Linked DNA regions of Mus musculus: regions 1 and 3 are each linked to region 2. Evidence: chromatin contacts called from public Hi-C and HiChIP or PLAC-seq data. All regions are on one chromosome and are shown on one strand. The core of a region is the stretch at or near the end of the contact, and the rest is flanking DNA. Distances in the headings are between cores, read along the strand shown.

Region 1 (2,792 bases), core at 10-2,509, 220 kb after region 2:
AGACCCAATCTGGTGCAAGTTTTTATTCACCGGGGTTCTTTCCAGCTTCTGAGAGTGCACCAGCGCATTGACCCTGTCGTATTGACGAGACTGTGTCCCATGATAGTGATGGGTACCTTCGACTGCCATCTCTGGTACACTTCCTTAGTGTCTTTTGCCTTATGATCACAGAAAGGAAGTTTGATCAACTTTTGGTTTGATTTTGTGACAGGGTACCGAACTTAGCCTCCTGAGTGTTAGGGTTGTGTACCCCAACACTTCTGCTCTTACAAAATGTTTCTTGTTTCATGCTACTCCTACCATATGATTTATGTCTGCTTATTTTGGAATACTTTTTCATTCAAAATATTATTTTCATTGTGAAGATATGATCACGATATTCAAGGTAAGAAAGAGTAAACAAGGAAAAAAGCCTTTATTTCTCTCCTGCGATTGAGGCTTCAGGGTTATGTCACCTTGCCTGTCCCACACACGTATTCAAGAGCTCGTGTCAAAAGCTAGTTCCAGCTCGGACCTTAAGTTGGAGGCAGGAGGCGCGGCCTCCAGCAGCGCGCCCACAGCGCCCTCTTGAGGCTCTGGAAGGTATCATAGAACAGAAGGATGCAGGAGGGGACCGAGGTTCTAAGGAAGGGATATTGGGGAAGGGGCGTTGGAGCAGGCGAGCTGCAGATCTCTTGAGGCTCCGAGGTCACCCGAATGCTGTGTCCACAGGACTCCGGGTCCTGGGCGTCGTCAACAGCGGCTGGGTTGACGGGACCCACGCGGATCCAGCTCACATGGCGCAAGACTCTCAACGCCTCCTCCCTCCCCTCTGCGTTCGCGCGACGAGTTCCGCATCTTTATCACCGCTCCCCCTGGGCTATGTGTGGCGGCCTAGACCTCCGGGTGTCCCCAGATGGAGCAGGTGCTTGGATGCCGCGCCGGGTTGGGGCAGGATGTTCGGATGAGCCCTATGACTTTGGCGGCCTCAGTTTCCCCAGGATGACTGCCCTCGTGCGTGGTCAGCCAAGAGGAGCGGGTCAGAGTATCCACCACGCACCGTGAGCGCCCAGAGGAGTGCATCCGCCCAAGTCCCACCTCCTAAGACTCCAGACTGTCCCTACCTCTCAGCACGTCTCCGCTCTGATCTTGATTTTCCTGGAGGTCGACCCAGGTTAAACCCCACAAGCCTTGTAGCCCCGAGCCTGTCGGGTGCGGGCTTGGCCGAGGCTTTCTCGACTGTAGCGGGCACTGTGCTGGGAGGACATGCGCAGTCGGCCAGCCAGAAGCCGGAGGCAGCCTTCTCCTGGGTGACTGGCCCCTGGGTCATCTCGCTTCAGCCTGCTTTGGTTCTAGGAGTTGGAAATGCTTAGCTTGAAGTCAATGTCCCCAGTGTAAGTGTCTGCGAGACGGCTCGCCGGGTGTAGGCGCTTGCCACCAAGCCTGACCACCTGAGTTTTCTGTGGAAGGAGAGAAGCAACACGGAAGTTATGCTCTGATCTTCACATGCGCTGTGGTGCGCACGCGCACACATCCCCCTCGTCCTGTATTTTTTTTTTTTAATTTTAAAATAAATTTAAATCTCCAATATACCGAAAACCACATGTATAAAACGTACCGAATAACAAACCACCCCACACCTCACACCTTTCTGCTTCTTAAAGGTTCCATCCTTGTCCAGGGTGTGGCTGCCTAGCCACCACTCACCCTGACTATGGTAGAGATGTTCGTTGAGGTTAGTGTTTATATTGACTTATTTGTTGGTGTTTGTTGGAGGTAGGATGGCTAACGATGTGATTGCCTTCCTGTCTGCCAGTAAACTTCAGACAGCAATACTTTTCCCCCAGAGCAAAGGCAGGGCACATGCCTGTTTCTGGGCACGTATCCATCTTCAAGAAAGTCAGTTGCTACCCTGTTGTCCTTCAAAGACATCGAGTCCTGGGATGGAGAGATGGTGTCTTGGTTAGGGTTTTACTGCTGTGAACAGACACTATGACCAAATAAAAACAACATTTAACTGGGGCTGGCTTACAGGTTCAGAGGTTCAGTCCATTATCAACAAGGCGGGAGCATGGCAGAATCCGGGCGGGCATTATACAGGACACACCTACTTCAACAAGGCCACACCTCCTAATAGTGCCATTTCCTGATCCAAGCCTATACAAACCATCACAGATGGCTTGTGGTTAAGAGCGCCCGCTGCTCTTGTAGAGGACCTGGATTTAGTCTCCAGCACTGACATGGTGGCTCATAACCATGCATAACTCCAGTTCCAAGGGATTCCTTTTCTGACTTCTGCAGGGATTAAAGGCATGTGCCACCACTGCCCGGCTGATTAGAAAGCTTAAAAAGAAAGAAAAAAAAAGAATCAGAGAACTTTCACTGTTTAGGCTCTGGAGGGAGGGGAGACTTTGGGATCAAAATTTAAGTTATAAAACAGCTGAGATGAGTATACATTTTGCTAAGACGGGCTTCCTGAAGCAGCTCACAGATGCAAAACTCATGTACTGCTGTCACTAGAGTGGACAGAGTCCCACTGACAATGCTCCATGCAAGGGACAGTGCAGACTCTCACAAAGCTGTGGCATCTTCCTGGCTTATATGGAGGGATAAGATTACTCCTCTCTAGCCTCAAAATCTCCTAAAACCAACAACACACAGAGTCTGCTTTTGACTAAATGAGGAAGGCGGTAAAGCTGTGATCTGCATTAAATAAATAAATAAATAAATAAATAAATAAATCTTTTAAAAAATAACTACTTCCACCTGGAAGCGTAGGTAGACTCCTTACTAGAGGTTGTTCTTCAGAATAG
Region 2 (2,700 bases), core at 185-2,684:
TGTACACACAATAAAATAAAATATTTTTTAAAAGGTCAGGTGCAGTGGTGCACACCTTTAATCCCAGCTCTAGAGACCTGATCTACAGAGCAAGTTGAGAAACCCTGAATAAAGAACACAAAAAACTCAGAAATTTTCATATGCTGAGCTAAATAAAAATGTATTTAAATCAATTTTACCTGCCTTTTTTTTTTCCTAAAAGTGTCTGCCTCTCGGATGGTTCTTTGCAACAGTGGCTGCCAAGAGCTACTGGCTTTCACAGTGTTGCACAGGAGTTTGTGTAATAGCAAGAGGCAGAGTACTTGCGAGTCAACTTTACAGACAACCTGGAGAGCTTAAGTGGCTACTCGAGGTCAGCCAGCTTGCAAGCTTCCTATCTGAAACGCACCCTAATCAGCTCCTCTAAACCACTCCGAATGCAGAACCAGGCTCCAGCATGCTCCTTCCAAGTAAACCCCGCCCTCGCCCACCTTGCCTCCCTCTCCAACCGCTCCTTCGGTAGGGCAGACATTCTCTTCCTCCTATCCGAGGCTTTCCTGAACCGCCTTCGTTTTCCAAACCCCTACTCAAGGCCCCAGAGAGGAAGGCTGGAATCCTGGACCAGGTTCCTACCTCCTACCCGCTGGGGCTACAAACAGGAGGAGGACTTTCTCTTCCGGGCGGTTCGCCCGGGCAGATCCCTGGGGAGGGGGAAGGAGAAGGGAGAGGACATGCGGGGAGCACGGTCCCCTCTCCTCTCAGCTCCTGCCTGCTTCGCCCCTCTACGCTCCAAATGCCGTAAGAAACCTGATATCCCATCTCCGAGCCCCGGGCTGTTGCTATTTCTACGTGACGGAATTAAGCCGGTTCGAATTAGAAGGTGATATTTCATCTCTAATTGGCACGTTCAAAGGGCTCCTATCGCACTTGGCGGCCCCGGGACTGTGTAATTAAACAACAAGGTGATCTGAGTCACTTAGCCCGGGCTAAGTCGCCGGCAAGCGCCCGGGTCGCCGCCCGGCCCGCAGGCCGACGTGGCCATCCCGGGGACCAAGGTGTCCTCCGCCCACTGGCCCCAGGTGTTCTGGGGAAACGGATGCCCAGCCCAGGCGCCAGAGATAAGATGCCGGCTCGAACCCCGCCCTGCCTCCGTCCCCCACCCCCCGGAAGCTGCGGCCGGGGACTGGCCGCGAGCGGGCTGCTCGTGCTCGGCGGCGCCCAAGTCCCCGCAGCCCAGCAGAGGAGCGGGGTGCGGGCCCGTATCCCCGGCTGGCCTGGCAGCCTACCAGCCGCCCCCGGAGCCCGTTGCCAACCCAGCCTCCCTGGAGAGAAGGAAGGGTGGAGGCAGGCCTCTCCTCTGCTCCAGGCAGGGATGAGTTAACGTCTGCACAGTCTGGGAACCGTGGAAAGGCCTTGGCTCCTGCCGGTCTCCGCCGCCCAGGCCGCTGCGGGAGAAGCGGCTGGAGGGCCCGGCCGCCCCCTGGTGGGCATGCGGGGACAGGACAAGAAAGGTGCCGGGAGGGCCTGCGGTGCTGCTGGGAAAGGTCTGCACCTGACACTACTCCTACCGGCTTCTGCAAACGCCTTCCTGTGTTTCCTGGCCGCACTGAGTGATCATTCTGTCTCCTACGTAGGAGATTTGTACCGCTCCCCTTCCAAAATGCCACCTCAGCCTGTGGAGCTCTGACTTCAGAATTTCCTTTCCTCGGCCCAGAAGTGCAAGAGATGGCATCAGACTACAGATATTATTTTATCTCTGCAGATATAACAAGAGGTTATAGAAATCCTATCTTACTCAAATGAGAAAATTCAGGTCTGAGAGATGAGGTAGTTTGCTTATTCCTTACAGCAGGCTGGGTGTCCCACCCATGCTAAAATGTTTCCTGTCCATACTCAGTTCTGTTGTCGGTGAGCTTCATAAAGCAGGGGACTGATTCTGTCGCTCTAGTCAGGAAAGCCTCAAGAGAAAAGCTTCCTTGGGTCTCATCAATGCCTTATCAGGATGTGTTCTGGAGCCTAGACTTTGTGTTATTCTTTATCCCAAGTCTACTTGGCCAGTTCACACTTGTAGGACACAAGCCCCCTTCCTTCTCCCTTAAAATAACCCGTCTCTTTTCCCTAAGCAGGCCTGTAACTTATTCCCTTCCTCGTTTTACCACAAATGGTTTGTGCATTGGAAAAGTGTGTGTGTGTGTGTGTGTGTTCATGGGGTGAGGTCATAGGGTATTTGGGAAATGACACCTTTCATTCGATTTTGCTATGAACTGAAAACTGATCTTTAAAAAGTCTATTAAAAACTGGGTGTGGTGGCACATGCGTATAATCCCAGGACTTGGGAGGTCCAGGAAGGAGGATCAACAATCAGCCTGGTCTACCTGAGCTACCCTGCCAACAAACACACACACACAAAGTCTATTAAGATTTTATGTGTAAAGCAGAGCATAGTGGCACATGCCTTTAATCCCAGCATTGGGGAGACAGAGCCTGATCTACATATGGCGTTCCCGGACAGTCAGGACCACATAGAGATCTCATCTCAAAAGCAAAACAAACTATATAGAGAGACCATATAGTCCATAGTAGTTTTGAGTGAAGAAAAACATTTGTATTGTAATAGTAAATGAAAAATCATCATTGCTTTTTATAAATTCAAGATGAATATATATATATATATATATATATATATATATACATATATATGCATGCTGGACGTGTATTTTT
Region 3 (2,764 bases), core at 227-2,726, 250 kb before region 2:
GATCTTGCTTGTCTCAAAAAAACAAACAAACAAAAAAAAAAAAAACACACCCAAAAAGCAGGCACTAAGGATGTAGCGGAGACTGCTTGAGTAGGTGCACAGGTCTCTGAACTCAGTCCCCAAGACCACATAAAGTGGTCATGGCAGCTAGCAGGTAACTACTACTGGGTGAAAGCAGGAAGATCAGACCACTAGGGTCACTCCATCATTCAGAGAGAGTTCCAGGCCTGCCTGGAATACACCCTGTCTCAAAAACAAAGACCTACCACAACTTAGGAGGAAAGTCATTGTGAATAAGAACACAAAATAGGTACAATTAGAAAAAGTAACAAGTAAATACAGTTTTTAACACCACAAATAGAAAACCCAATTCTAAAGTCTAATGATACAATGTATGAAGAAGCCATGATGAAACTCATTACTTTGGATGCTAACTTAAAAACCAAGTTCTACCCCAAAACATCATTATTTAAAAGACTGCAATCACTACTGTAGATTGACCCAGGCAACATTCCTGGAACCCATTCAGGGACGACTGACTTTTGAGTAAGTTTTGAAAAATAACGACGCCTACATCCAAACAACTTTGAGAAACCAGGGGGTTTAATATTAAAGCTGTTTGCTCACTGTGAACAGGAAACTGGGCTTGAGAGTGAGCATCCAGCTACCCTGGGTTTCAGTTCCGGCTCAGCTTGACCTCGAGAGTATAGGAACTAGCTTGCAGTAGAACTAGGAGGAACACCCTTTTTAAAAGGCCTTGATAAGATGATTTGTAATACCATTTCCCAGCATCTTTATCAACCTGGAAGACGCTGATATTCACTGTGAATTGCTAAGGTGGTGGAGGTAGGGTGCTGGAATATGTATCCGATTTCCCAAACTAATTTGATAATGGAATCTTTTTTATAGGACAACCTTCAAGAAAACTAATTAATGTGTTTTAAAATAAACAAATAAACAAGCACTTAGAAGGCTAACAGCAGAGCTAGGGACTACAGGCACCCCTGGGTGCAATTTATTTCAAACTGAAACACTTCATCACTGGAAAGAGCTCTTAAAAATCAGTAAGTAGTGGTACATGCCTTTAATAGCAGCACTTGGGAGCAGAAACAACAACAAAACCACAAAAAAACAAAAGAACAAACAAAACGAAACAATACAAAAAACTCAAAACTGTGAGTTAGAGGCCAGTCTAGTCTACATAGCTAGCTCCAGGTCAGCCAGAGCTACATTAATGAAACCCTGTCTTAAGATTTAAAAAAAAAAAAAAAAAAAAAATCAGGAAGTAAAGAAACTTACAGATTCAAATCAGGAAGTAGACAATTTCACACTCTGAGGAAATACCTAAAATGTACACTATTCCTAAGATTCCTCCTCAAGATAACACAGACAAGAGCTATTGCTGCAGAGAAGAGAGTCTTCCTGGGAGCTCCAGGGATGCTCCTTCCATGAGTCACACCCCACACACACCCCACCCGTCCCGGTGGGTTAGGGCTCTTCAGTGAAGCAGCGGCGGCCTGTGAGTCACCTGCAGTCCTCTAAGTATTTCCAGTAGATTCCAGTTCATCAGGCTGGATGCTGGTGGGATTATTGTTGTTATCTATTCAGATAAGTGGACATTTATTCTAAAAACAAAAACGAAAAGTTCTAGAATAGCTAGAGTGAGGTTGTCTCTCTCTTTTTTTTTTTAAGAAAGAAAAAGAAAAAGCACAACAACAAAAAGAACTCTTAAAAAAATACAAAAATGCCATCACTAAAATATCTAAAAAGGAGGGTGAGAGAGAAAGACTATAATCAGAATATATTATATTTAGAACAACTATTTAGTTCTTGCTTAGCATGCTTGAAGCCCTGGGTTCCATCCTCAACACCACATTAAGAAACATGTACCTGTACCCCAGCACTGGGAAGGAGAGGCAGGGAGTTCAGAAATTCAAGGTCACCCTCTGTTTACACTGCGAGCTGGAGGGCAGCCTGAGTTACTTGAGACCAGTCTCTAAAAAGGAAGCTGGAAGGCAGGAGGAGGAGGGATAGAGAGCTCAGAGGGTGAAAGCATTTGGAATTCAAATGGCGCAAGCAGACTTCAATCCCTGGATCCCACCAGGAAGGAGAGAAGGACTCCCTCCCAACTATCACCTTCTAACCTCCAAAGGCACACCTAGCTTGCACATTACTACACACACATATATATGCACAGACAAAAATAAAAAAGCAGATCATGAAGTGTGACAGTCCCAGCTATTTATTCCTACTGGGACTCCGTTTTGTTTTGTTTTTTTTTGTTTTTTTTTAATTAGGTATTTATTTCATTTACATTTCCAATGCTATCCCAAAAGTCCCCCACACACTCCCCCACCCACCCACTCCCACTTCTTGGCCCTGGCGTTCCCCTGTACTGGGGCATATAAAGTTTGCACAACCAATGGGCCTCTCTTCCCAGTGATGGCCGACTAGGCCATCTTCTGATACATATGCAGCTAGAGACAAGAGCTCCGGGGTACTGGTGAGTTCATAAGGTTGTTCCACCTATAGGGTTGCAGAGGGACTCCGTTTCTTTATAGCCCTTCTTCATGGGACGTCAGGCTTTGCTTAATGGGCCCCGAAGACTCACTGTTTTCTCACTCTTACTAAGAGTTATCTCTGTCCTCACGTCTCAGAGATGAGATCTCTGAAGTCAAAAAACTAAAAGCGCACCAACTGCTTCCATGGAAGCTTCCTCACCACTCAGAGCTGAGCTTTGCCAAGAATAAAACAGCTTTACAGT

Evidence for each region. A called contact is a pair of places that touch in the nucleus more often than the background predicts. HiChIP or PLAC-seq counts read pairs in DNA pulled down with a chosen protein or histone mark.
Region 1: an HNF4G HiChIP or PLAC-seq map of pancreatic cancer cells shows a contact between it and region 2. The contact joins two enhancer-like sites. A contact is called at or near these places in 1 of 15 datasets of contacts at CTCF or cohesin (embryonic stem cells), 3 of 484 Hi-C or Micro-C datasets (embryonic stem cells and pre-megakaryocyte-erythroid progenitors) and 5 of 115 datasets of contacts at active chromatin or transcription factors (embryonic stem cells, extraembryonic endoderm stem cells, neural tube and 1 more).
Region 3: a Hi-C map of embryonic stem cells shows a contact between it and region 2, with 1.9 times the contacts expected there. The contact joins two enhancer-like sites. A contact is called at or near these places in 1 of 39 promoter capture datasets (hippocampal neurons), 3 of 484 Hi-C or Micro-C datasets (the AML12 cell line, embryonic stem cells and nephron progenitors), 7 of 115 datasets of contacts at active chromatin or transcription factors (embryonic basal ganglia, embryonic forebrain, embryonic hindbrain and 3 more) and 1 of 9 other capture datasets (liver).

What each region holds. Positions count from the first base shown.
Region 1 is chr14:34,768,577-34,771,368 of GRCm38.p6, forward strand. A930038B10Rik (a long non-coding RNA gene) reads left to right here. Exons shown (of 5, transcript XR_001781218.2): 4 at 1-134; 5 at 712-1,525. Among named protein-coding and RNA genes, the nearest start is that of Gm30969, 4.5 kb to the right of the region's middle. Within about 2 kb of position 1,260, at least 206 of the 459 cell types and tissues checked have an H3K27ac peak or open chromatin away from gene starts, as enhancers often do. A contact at or near this core is called in embryonic stem cells, extraembryonic endoderm stem cells and pancreatic cancer cells, where this site is marked.
Region 2 is chr14:34,548,122-34,550,821 of GRCm38.p6, forward strand. The region is part of intron 10 of Ldb3 (LIM domain binding 3); the gene reads right to left. Among named protein-coding and RNA genes, the nearest start is that of 9230112D13Rik, 27 kb to the left of the region's middle. Within about 2 kb of position 1,435, at least 292 of the 459 cell types and tissues checked have an H3K27ac peak or open chromatin away from gene starts, as enhancers often do. A contact at or near this core is called in embryonic stem cells, extraembryonic endoderm stem cells and pancreatic cancer cells, where this site is marked.
Region 3 is chr14:34,295,860-34,298,623 of GRCm38.p6, forward strand. The region is part of intron 2 of Shld2 (shieldin complex subunit 2); the gene reads right to left. Among named protein-coding and RNA genes, the nearest start is that of Shld2, 13 kb to the right of the region's middle. Within about 2 kb of position 1,477, at least 121 of the 459 cell types and tissues checked have an H3K27ac peak or open chromatin away from gene starts, as enhancers often do. A contact at or near this core is called in embryonic stem cells, where this site is marked.